Linked DNA regions of Mus musculus: regions 1, 2 and 4 are each linked to region 3. A link is a contact called in public HiChIP or PLAC-seq and promoter capture Hi-C data. All regions are on one chromosome and are shown on one strand. The core of a region is the stretch at or near the end of the contact, and the rest is flanking DNA. Distances in the headings are between cores, read along the strand shown.

Region 1 (2,700 bases), core at 24-2,523, 820 kb before region 3:
TTCAGAAAACAGAAGCGTGGGTTAATGTGATGGAGTAATAGCTTCTGTAAGGCCAAATTAGCCCAGGGATCTGGTGAATCGGCAAGGAGGAGGCTGTTGCTAAGCCACAAGCATGTACCTCCTCCTTCCAGGGCTATACTGTGCCAGAGGGAACGGGACTCAGGAAATTCTGTTCTCCCAGTGAAGGTCCAGGGGAGGCAGAACAGAAGCCAGGCTTTAGAGAGGCTCAACCTACTGCTTGCCTCTGACTATGAGAGCAAAGAATGGACTAGGCTCCATGTCCGATATAGTTATTTTGTAACCATGTCCGATATAGTTATTTTGTAACTATAGTAAAATAACAGTTACTTTAAGCAGAGTTATCTAGGCATGAGAAGACTATTTAAATGGGTTACACATGGAGAACATTTAGCACAGTGCCTAGCACAAATAGGCAACTCCATAACTGTCTGCTCATCCCACCTAGGGCCACCTCCTAAGTCCAGGCACTGTTTTGGATGCCCACAGTAAGAAGTGAACACAATCATCACTCTTTGATGTAGGGACTTTGTAGTGAAGAGCTGGATTAAAAAGCCCCAAGACTTTGTGGGCTGTGTCAGGTGGTGGGAAGAACTGGGGAGGAGAATGAAGTGGGGTGGAGAGCAGAGGGTGGCAGTAGGATTAGGGAAGCCTTGCTGTGGAGGGGAGAGACATTTGTGTAAAAGCTTAAAGAATTGGGTGGGCAAGAACATTCCGGGGGGTCAGGCCCACTGCACAGACCCTGGGGTGAGCATGCCCCCAGTGTTCAGAGGACCCTGAGGGAGGAAACCAGAGAAGATGGGAGGGGCTCAGACCCTGGAGGGCTCATGGGGCTTGGTGAGAATTTTGACCCTTCTTGAGTGAGAGGGAGCCACAAGGAAAGTCTGAGCATCAGAGAGCCATAGCCTTCAGGGCCTTCTGGCCAATGGATGTAGGGTAGATTAGAGGTAAGTGTAGAAGATAGAACAGTGCAGAAAATCATACGTCCTCCAAACCCTGCCAGGGAGCAGAAAAAGGAAAGCTTTGTTCCCATTTCCTTCTAAGAGTGAAGCAAATTAAAAGGAATTTACCTACCTAGGAAGTCCTAGAAGACAGGACAAGGGAGGGAAAGAAATTGGTTGTGAGCAGGTCTTGTTTAGCTCCTCTATCCCAGCCGATACGGACTGTTCTTACCTGCTGGCTCCGCACGCTGTCCTCTTCTCCAGCCACTGCAGCCTCCTGGCATGTGCTGGTCGCCTGTGTCCCAGTTGGGTTCCTGCTCTGGGAAGGGTGGTGCCCGCCCCTTGTTCAGCTGACTCACCGTGGACTAGGATGGGCCCAGGTAAGCCTGTGTGGCTCGGTAAACAGAGCAGTCACCCACGAGTGGGTGGGGCTAAAGCGTACAGCTGATATGCGTAGATGCTGTAGAGATGGGTGCGAACTAGGGCTACTTGGCCCTATGAGGAAGTCAGCACGACTGTGGCGGCCTCACCCTGCCAATAGGCAGTTAACTGGAGAACAGTGAGAGAGATGTCCTGGGCCTTAAAAGATGGCCGCAGGTTGTAACCTAGTGTATTTCTTAGAAATCAATTGCAGTGCAGTCTCTGGATCCATCATGGTGTTTCTTTTAGTAAAACCAATCTAGAAATCCCAGATGCCTGACACTGGTTAAAGGAGTCACCAATCTATAGACGATGACACAATTATTAAATCATTTCAGGAAGGTGCCAAGGGGAAATATAACAATACTGAGACAGCGAATAATCACCATTGAGGTCATACCCTCTGGTTTTGTTTTCAGAAAAGTGTGTACTGCAGGAAGTCTAGAGAGCCCCACCCCCTTTCCGGCTCTCTTTCATTCTTTCTGAGATGCTAGGGACCGAGCCTTACACTCCTAAGCAAATGCTGCCTGACATCTCCAGGCCCTGGTGAGCTTTTCACTTTGTAGTTGTGTAGATTCCAATAATGGTAGCAAAGTGTGTGTGTGTGGGCACACACAGACACACACACACTGCCTTTGCCTGTGTGTATATGTAGAAGTCAGAGATTGACAGTCTTCCTCTATTCTCCTCCACCTTAGTTTTAAGACAGGGTCTCTCACTGAACCTAGTGCTCACCATTTAAGCTAGCCTGGCTGTTCAGCAAGCCCCTGGGATCCGCCTCAGCACCTGTAGTGCAAATGTACCTGCTGTTCACGACTTTCATGTGGGTGTGGAGAGGTCCTCATATATGCATAGCAAGCACATTACCCATCAAACCATCCCTCCAGCCTTACTTATGATTTTCCTAAGAAAGCAGTAAGTATTTTGGATTTTTTTTTTAAAAAATCTAATTGGAGCCGGGGGTGGTGGTGCATGCCTTTAATCCCAGCACTTGGGAGGCAGAGGCAGGTGGACTTCTGAGTTCGAGGCCAGCCTGGTCTACAGAGTGAGTTCCAGGACTGCCAGGGCTATACAGGAAAACCCTGTCTTGGAAGAAAAAAAAACAAAAAAAACAACCCCCCCCCCCAAAAAAAAATCTAATTGGAAATCTCCTAGGAAAATTAAGGAACTGTGTTGATAGGACAGAGTTTACTTTCTTTTTCTTTTCCTTTGTCCCTCTTTTTTTTTTCTTTTTTAAGACAGGCTCTCTGTATGTAGCCTTGGCTGTCTTAGACCAGGCTGGCTTTGAAGGCTTAGAGATCTGCCTGCCTTTGCCTCCCAA
Region 2 (2,700 bases), core at 183-2,682, 760 kb before region 3:
GATTGCTCTGCCTCTGAGTACTGAGATTAAAGGCATGTACTACCATGTCCAGTGGCTTCCTCTTTTTCAAAAAAACCAATCTCCAGGCATCCTTTACCACCCAACTCTCAGGTGCTCTCTTCTAGACTCCTCCATACTCCCTTGCCATCACTGCCACCTCTGTCCTTTGGGCCTTTTTCACAGCAGAACAACCATGAAGTCTGGCTTTGCAGTACAACAGTGAATGGTTCAAATGTAGTTCTGCCCATTTTTCCATTGGAGGTAAAGTACAAAGTTAGTGTGAAAATAATGGCAGTAGCTGGCATTCTTTGTGGTAGCTCAAGTCCTGGCAACAACCTCAGGTTCTCAGTAGGCAGTAACTGGTAAGCCAGGTGCTGAAACATTCTCTTCACAGCATGTCTCACCTCCTAAGTTCATCTGGTTTTAGTCTGCATTTTTTTTTTAAACCATCTGCACAGAATGAAGCTAGAGTAACCAATGTTCTTTAAAAAGCTACCTCTCTGGCTGAGAGCCTACTGGGAAGATTGTGAGTGGGGGTGTATCCTTTACATAAGAATCTCAACTCCATTTCAATTTCATCTGCCCCACTACTGCTGAACATAGCCAGGTGTGGGTGAAGAATACCAAACACCCTGCCTTGGTAGAGGTTAGGCTCTAGTGAGGGCCAAAGTAAACACACACACAAATGGACAGTATATGTTGTATCAGGCAAGGAGCAAATAAACAGGCCAGAGAATGTCGGGGAGCTGATAGTAGTAGGCAGGAGCTGATCCTGCAAGGTCCCTTAGGAGTTTCCAGGCACAATCAAATGCACACAGGGCACTAGAGAATCAGGCCATAGCATATGGTTAATGTGGTGAAAGGAGCCCTCTGCTGGGTGAGACATGATGTTGGTTAAGGGCAGATCCATGGAATTACTGCTTACTCCACATGAGAGATGAAGGAAGCTGGCCAGGGAGCTAATGGCAAGTAGCACCTAGGTGGCATCGAGGGATAAAGGTACTGACACAGGGTCTACCAGGTTCCTTGGAGCAGCCACGAGGCCCAGCAGGTGCCAGAGAGGCTGCTGCCGTGTGGGGAAGGACTCAGTTCTCTTTAAGGGTGGCCACTGGGAGTCTGAGCATGCTCCAATGAGTATATGGGAAACACAAATTGGACTTGGAATAATTTGGGTGTATGCAGATCAAGGGTGGACCTGCGAGGAATGGGGATAGGAAGCAAGTGTGAAATCCCCAAATTATTAAAAATACCATATTGGGGGGAGGGGGGGGAGACAGAGCTACTGAGATTGATCATGTGCAAGATCTGGCTCAGACTGGGAACAGGTAAGATGCTTCGACCATGTGCTTTCTACCCTGCTTCTCAGGCTTGCTCTCTCTGAAAGGAGCTAGGAAGACAGTCAGACCATTAAAACAGAGCCACACCCATTTGTAAGAAGGAAGACCTTTTATTTGGGCCTGAGAAAGGGTCTCAGATAGTAGCTGTCTTGAATCTAGTGGTTAGAACAGAGCAGGTTAGAAAGAGGGAGCAGCAGGGGGCCTATGTTTGTACCAGTTGCTCTTAGTAAATTCCAAGTCACCCTGAAGAGTCTGGCGGAGAGGGGCATGCTCTATTGTATTGATGGCAGGAAACAGCTAGTGGTACTCTGGAAGGAACTGCGGCAGTATCATCTAAAGCCAAGAATGTGCTCAGTCCCTGCCTGCATGCTTCCTTCCTTCCTTCCATAATCATCTTCTAAGGAGGAAGAGATGTATATAACTCTACTTGTGAGTTGGTTGGTGTAGTAAGATCAAACATGTTTCTTTGAACAAGCTTGAACTGCACTTGTTAGAAAAGGCATCATGAAACCTGACATGGAGGTATAGTAACTTCCAGACCAGCCAGAGCAAACAGTGGGATCCTATCCCCCACAACAGGCATCATAATTAACTTACCTTTACTCTGGTGAATAAGAAGTACTCTTCCGACAGATCAAGACATGTCCAGGCATTGTAATGCATGCTAAGCACAGCCTACTTAGTTTCAAGTGATTCCCCTACTTGTCATGCAATGCTAGGATGATCCACAATGATGCAGTGGAGAACTGCCCTCAGTTCAACAGCCCTAGAGTATCTGATGAAAGCCCATCTGGGTGGACAGATGTTTCCACCTGAGCCTCCAGAACAGAAGCCTGAAGCTGGAAACAGCCTTCCTGGGCATGGAGCCCATTCTATGCAGTTCCTTTGGCTGTGGGCCAGGCACAGAACTGGGGCAAGTTCAAGCAGCTGCCATCCATATTTACTTCACAGGCAGGGGGAAAACCCAGGACCCTTTGCAAATCATTGAGGATGTAGGCAAAACCAGGTAGTGGAAGGGGCCTGAATTATGTAGGAAAGCCTGGGCATTAGAGCATGGTCCCAGGAACCTTGCCCATGCACCCTACCATTTGCCAAGTGTGACCTGGGCCCTGTGAAGTGCAGAAATAGAGGTGCTGCCAACTTCCTTCCAAGCAACTCAATATGCAGGACAAACTCTGTTGTCCTTGTTCTGTTTATAATGACCAATTTTGTTTTTCCAGATCTTTGGTTCCGGTGTAACCAATATGCCGGAGACGTTGCAACCCCAGGAGAACACTGTTTTCTAAGACCCTGTCTAAGGATGCTTCTTGGTAGCTCACAGTATCACATTGGCTCCTGGCTCTGGGCAGGGCAGGAAGCAGTA
Region 3 (2,700 bases), core at 142-2,641:
CTATATCTATATCTATATCTATATGTATATAGATATAGATATAGATAGATGAACAGTCCGGTGAAGACTGCCTCCTCCTGATTCTTTTGCAGGGTGCTATGCCTGCATGGGCCAGTAGGTTCTTCCAGACCTAAGTACACAGAGAGAGAGCTGTGTAACTCTCAGGTTCGTTCTGTCCATGAGGCTCCAGATGGGACTCAGATACACACCATCTTAGTCTACACTTCTTCCAGGGCAGGAGAAGGGGGGCGGGCAATATTCAGACTTACCTTTATGCTTGCTGCATTATTTTCAAGGACATTGTTAAAACGCTGGTAACAGGGATGGGGAAACCTCCCCTCAACGCTAGGTATTCAGCCCCCTTCATGGCTCTGCAGCACCCCAGGAGAGATCCTGTAATCACATTCCTCTGCCTCTCCCTAGGGAAGCTCCTTCCTCACTGTCTGAGAGTTTCCTATTCTGGCTATGAGCATTCCCTACGCCCCTCACCACACAGGATCTGCAGAGACACAAAAGGACCAGGTATTTTCAGGTGACTGATTTTTTTTTGGGGGGGGGGGGATATACTCTCAGGGTGAAGGGCTGTGTCCACTGTGACCTACTCAGCAATGTTGTCTCAAAACCAATTACTTCCTGATGCTTTTAAAATAAAAATGTGTTCTCACTGACTCCCTGTCCTACATTCTGGGTGTCTACATCTGGACCTTTCTCTCTCCTTTAACCTGAAGCACCTGTGGCCACACACCAACTCAGGTGGAACCACCCTGACCCCTGGTAAGTTCTTCCATGTCACCACCGTTCCCACCTTCCACACAATCAGAACACAGGGTTTCCCCGGTTTCCTGAGCCTCCCAGTTGGGCTATCCAGTGCAGAAGGGGAGGCGCCTGGGCCTGGTTCTGCTGGGGGCGGGTCAGCACAAGCCAGCAGAATGAATGGACGCGGCAGGGCTGTGGGCTACACTCGGGCAGAGACCCCTGCTGCTTGGCCTACAGCATAGCTCACGAGTCCCACGGTGTGTTGTAGACGTGCGAGGGCTACGCAGCAGGGTCGGAAAGACAGCCAGTTGAATGGACCGAGAGCGCAAGTGACCCCGAGGCCTCCCCCCGGAGCTGTCTCCGGGCCCAGGGAGGTATCAGGCATTGGAACTGCACCACGGGGAACCCCGTCCCTCGCGCGCGTGGGGAGACCAACCGTAGTCAGTCCTCCGGGCCAAGCACATTTCGCTGGCCCCGCTTACCCTGCACGGCTCCCTCGGCCCCGCAGGAGAGGTAGTGGCGTAGCCGGAGGCAGACAGCGACCACACACCGCGCGCCCAGCTCTCCAGCGCCGGTCCGCGTCAACAGAGCCTTAACGCGTGGAAGCAAACCCCAGCAGACGCCGAGAAGCTGTCTCCGCCTACGTGCACTTTGCGTCACCGGGTGGGCAGGACGGCGTTGATGCGCGTGTGCCATGGCGTTTGCCAGCCACGCAGGCGCAATAGCCATGTGCTCTTTGGGTGTTTATTTTTCTTTCTGCCAGTAGGGGGCTCTGGAGCTCCTGCTTATCTTGGATCCTTCTAACAAGTCCTGAGGTGTGGGAGGAACAGAGCCTTGTCTTGACTAGAGTAGGAGTTACTTCAATCTCATCCATCACCTCGTCCTTCTGTAGGCTTTCCTCCTGCATCCCTCCACACCCGAGTTGCTTCTTTTACTTTCAAGGGAATTCGTGATAGGATATGCATTCACAATAGAGAATGCGGTGCTATCAAGCGTCCTTTATCCTTGGCCATATTTTCTGATGTCTTCCTAGAAGCCACAAGGTTGTCAGCTCCTAACTGCAGCGAGACTCTGGATGTATGTCCCTAATTCATTTGTCTGAATATCTCCCAAGTTGTCTTTTCCCCACCGAACCAGGACTCCGCTTCTTCCTGCCCACGTGATGGCATCTATACATTGGGGTGCAGGACACTGGTCTTGTTCCTGGAGGACATCCCTGTCTATCGGCTGGGAAAGCCTAAAAGCAAGGATTTCTAATGAAAAGATGGGGTACTCAGGGAGTGAGTGGGTGGATGCTAACCACAGAGTGCGGGGATACTGTGTGAGAGTAGGGTTGGCAATCGCTATTAGTCCCGCGAAACTATTGTAAACAGCATGTGAGCAGCTCATTGGACCTTGCCTTGTCTCACTTTAATAAAACCACCAAGATCTGATTACAACGGAAGTCTATATGGTCTCTTATTTGGCGGATCTTAAAAGCTCTCCCCTCCCCACTTCCCTGGCTGTTTTGTTGTACATAGCACTACAGCATCCCAAGGACTGACTATCTTGCTACTCACTATGGATGTGCTGTGGGAGAGAGTCTTAGTATTGGAATTGGCTATGATAAACTATATGCTCTTTGAATACAACTCCAGAGATACGACTCAATTTTCTCTTCAGTTATTGTACTAATTAACACTCTTACAAATAATGTGTGAAAGCATGGGTTCCCCACGTCTTCAACGGTGGAGTCCTTCCAAACGCTGGGTTCTTTGCTAACTTGTAGTAGAAAAACTGCACCTCACAGTTTTGACTTAATTTTCTAGTGTTTTGAAGTTTGTTCGTGGACCTGTAAGGACCCTGCTTCTGTCTTCTGCCTTCACATCTTTTACCATCTTCTCCACTTTCACAATACTTCTCTCAAATTCTCTAGAATTTTTGTCTTAGTTTTTACAAGTGGTC
Region 4 (2,700 bases), core at 131-2,630, 990 kb before region 3:
ATGAGAGGGGCAGTGTTGAGTCTCCAGTTACACGGGGGTAGCTACATTTCCCACCTTGGTGCCTTCACGTATGCTATATGCTTTTACAGGAACATTTCTTCTTTATTCTTCCATGAGAGTTCTGTGCAATTGGCCATTTCTTAATCCAAGAAACCCTTCCTGATCCTTGCTTGGAACATAGGCTTCCTGTGGGCCTTGTATAGCTCTCTCAGCACCCCCAAATGACAGATTTCATACTGGATTGCTTTTTGTCTATTAAAAAGAAACACTACAAAGTTCCATCAGGGCAAGACCTGTGGCATGTTAACCTAGGCATGAGAGCTGAGAGAAGTCAAGGTCACTGGAGCCAAGGAGATCAGAGAATGAAAGGACACTTGGAGGTGATATCAGAAAGGCACAGGGCCTGTGGAGTGAGAGGGTGACAGACCTAGAGTGAACTTCGCCTTTGAGGTGTGGCTTGGGCCTAAGGAACATGGTCTTCCCTGTGTTTTAACAGAATCTCTCTGGTTGTAGGGTGAAACCAGTGTAGCATACAAGGCTGATGCCAGGCAACCAAGAAAAAAAAAATGACAATGGTTTGGGTCATGGTACCAACCAACATGGCAAAATTTATTTGTCTACAAAAAAGTATTGGACTTCAAGAAACATGGAGAAACAACAGGTGGTTAAAAAAATCTTGATGGAGATTGGGGCACAAGTGGCTAGCATTTGTCAGTTATCTCTGGGCTCTAGATGTGGTCAAAAGCTGTGTTTACTTGGGTGAAGTCATTTCACTCTTTCTGCTCTTTATATCACTCGCAAAGTGAGGATGGGTAATAAAATATACCCCATGAATTTGTTGAGAGGGGATGTAAAGGTTTTGGCACAGGATTTAGCATGCAATCAACATACATATAAATGCTATCCTAGAGACCAAATTACCAGTTCCCAGGGGCACCTCTATTGCTCACTGGCTGATTGTGACACGATTTCCAAATCTATGTAGTGGCAGAGTACTGTCATCAATACCAACTGTATAATACTGGATCTGGAAATTTTGATAAATGCATTAAAGTTTAGCATGTAGAATAAAGTGCTATCAGGCAAGAAGTACTGCAGGCATGCTAATAAATTACGATGAAAACATCTAAGACAGATTGCCTAAATTTTCCCCCGGCCTAGTACACACTCCACTTCGCAGATGAGAAGTCTACTGTAGTTGGTAGAAGGCAGTCTCTCCCCAGGAACGAACAGCCTGGCACTCAGCAGTCGCCTGCTGCAGGCAAAAAGGCTTTGAGAAGATAAGCCCTAGCCTGCGCGCTTCTTAGTGGAACCTTCTAGTTCGGTGCAGGTGTTTCCAGCCCGGAGCACGCACAAAGTCAACAAGTATTTCCGGTGCGCGTCTCTGCGTTTCCGCGTTTCCACTTTTCCGCGCAGGTGCGGACAGAGCCGAAAGCGAAGGCGGCATCAAAAGGCGTCGCTGCCGCTCGCGGTCCCGCTTCTCTTAGGCGGAGCGGCTTTCTGCATAGTCCCCTCCTTTTCTTCCTTTCCCACAGAAGCCGCAAACATCCATGGCGGGTCTCGAGGTTCTCTTCGCGTCGGCCGCTCCATCCATGAGCTGCCCGCAGGACGCACTCGTCTGCTTCCTGCACTGGGAAGTGGTGACAAACGGCTACTATGCCTTGGGCACGGGCGACCAGGTACGCGGGTGGAGGGGAGTCTGCAGCCCGAGGCCCAAAGGCCTGCCCTGACCGTGCCAAAGCCAGGGCCCGAGCGAGGCTTCTGATGCCGCACTTTAGCGCGCCTGGTGCTGGTGCCGACAACGGGCACAGCGTGCGTGTAAACTCGGGAACGGACGTGTAAAGGCGTCCCCGACACAGCCGGGGTTGTGTGGATCTGACTGAGACAGGCTAGTAGCTTCCTCAAGGTCCTCATCCACCAGTTTACCCAAAGCATCTGCCGTAGAATACTCCGTGCTACACCCTCAACTCCAAGCATCTGGATTCAAGCACTGGTGTGGCAGTGAACTTTGACCTACTCAGCCATATTCTAGGACCCCTTCTTCGAGGGGACAGTGTTTGGATTTCAGACTTGAATGCTGCGTTTGATTCTTGCTGTCCGTTCTCCTGAAGTACTTTCTGGGCTCAGGCTGCCCTTGCCTCCATTCTCTGCTGATGGGTATGCGTTTTCAGGGTAGAAGCCAAAAAAAAATTTTTTTTAATTAATTAGTTAAAAATTGAGAGGCCATTAACTGTTAATTTATCTACTAGAGAGTTTTATTTTCCAGCCTGTGGCCAGCAGATTAGTAATGCTTGCTGGACTCAGCAGGTATTTGTGTTGGTCCTCTAGCTGCCTCCTGCCACCCTCCTTCTGTGGGTGATGAGAGGAACAAAGCACGCACTTGACTGGGTAATACCAACTCAGCAGCTAAAGAGTCATGCTGCCCACTTTCTCTTTGCTTTTTTGCCTCCAGTGCTATAGAGCTGGGCTTGTAATATTTGATCTCAAGAACATGTTTGTTGACTTGAACAAACAGGCATTGATTGGTCTCCTTATTGAGGGCACGGCTACTCCCCATGAGAGCTCTGTAGCCGTGTGAGATAAGGTCAGTGGAGGGCCATGGAGATGGCCATAGATACGAGTTAGAAAAATTGGCATTGTGTTGTGGGAGTCTGAAGATTATAAAGAGAGAATGACCTGTTTATGTGTGCAGTTTTGGTT

The links. Promoter capture Hi-C pulls out the DNA fragments that hold promoters and counts their contacts. HiChIP or PLAC-seq counts read pairs in DNA pulled down with a chosen protein or histone mark.
Region 1: a contact with region 3 is called in a promoter capture Hi-C map of stem cell-derived epiblast-like cells, with 4 times the contacts expected there. The contact joins the promoter of Sdcbp2 here to the promoter of Entpd6 in region 3. A contact is called at or near these places in 4 of 39 promoter capture datasets (cranial neural crest, embryonic stem cells, hippocampal neurons and 1 more), 1 of 484 Hi-C or Micro-C datasets (CD4 T cells), 1 of 115 datasets of contacts at active chromatin or transcription factors (memory CD8 T cells) and 1 of 9 other capture datasets (adipose tissue).
Region 2: a contact with region 3 is called in a promoter capture Hi-C map of hippocampal neurons, with 3 times the contacts expected there. The contact joins the enhancer-like site here to the promoter of Entpd6 in region 3. A contact is called at or near these places in 3 of 39 promoter capture datasets (embryonic stem cells, hippocampal neurons and liver), 2 of 115 datasets of contacts at active chromatin or transcription factors (bone marrow-derived macrophages and neural tube) and 1 of 9 other capture datasets (macrophages).
Region 4: a contact with region 3 is called in an H3K27ac HiChIP or PLAC-seq map of microglia, with 5 times the contacts expected there. The contact joins the promoter of Psmf1 here to the promoter of Entpd6 in region 3. A contact is called at or near these places in 2 of 39 promoter capture datasets (liver and pre-B cells), 1 of 484 Hi-C or Micro-C datasets (CD4 T cells), 1 of 115 datasets of contacts at active chromatin or transcription factors (microglia) and 1 of 9 other capture datasets (adipose tissue).

The regions. Positions count from the first base shown.
Region 1 is chr2:151,571,196-151,573,895 of GRCm38.p6, reverse strand. It overlaps Sdcbp2 (syndecan binding protein (syntenin) 2), which reads right to left and starts at 1,273. Exons shown (of 9, transcript NM_145535.2): 1 at 1,192-1,273. It overlaps Gm39959 (a long non-coding RNA gene), which reads left to right and starts at 1,871. Exons shown (of 3, transcript XR_866853.2): 1 at 1,871-1,925.
Region 2 is chr2:151,511,868-151,514,567 of GRCm38.p6, reverse strand. No RefSeq gene overlaps it. Among named protein-coding and RNA genes, the nearest start is that of Gm52533, 5.3 kb to the left of the region's middle. Within about 2 kb of position 1,432, at least 24 of the 459 cell types and tissues checked have an H3K27ac peak or open chromatin away from gene starts, as enhancers often do. A contact at or near this core is called in hippocampal neurons, where this site is marked.
Region 3 is chr2:150,747,772-150,750,471 of GRCm38.p6, reverse strand. It overlaps Entpd6 (ectonucleoside triphosphate diphosphohydrolase 6), which reads right to left and starts at 1,391. Exons shown (of 14, transcript NM_172117.5): 1 at 1,239-1,391.
Region 4 is chr2:151,739,990-151,742,689 of GRCm38.p6, reverse strand. Psmf1 (proteasome (prosome, macropain) inhibitor subunit 1) reads left to right here and starts at 1,380. Exons shown (of 7, transcript NM_212446.2): 1 at 1,380-1,679. The coding sequence starts at 1,551.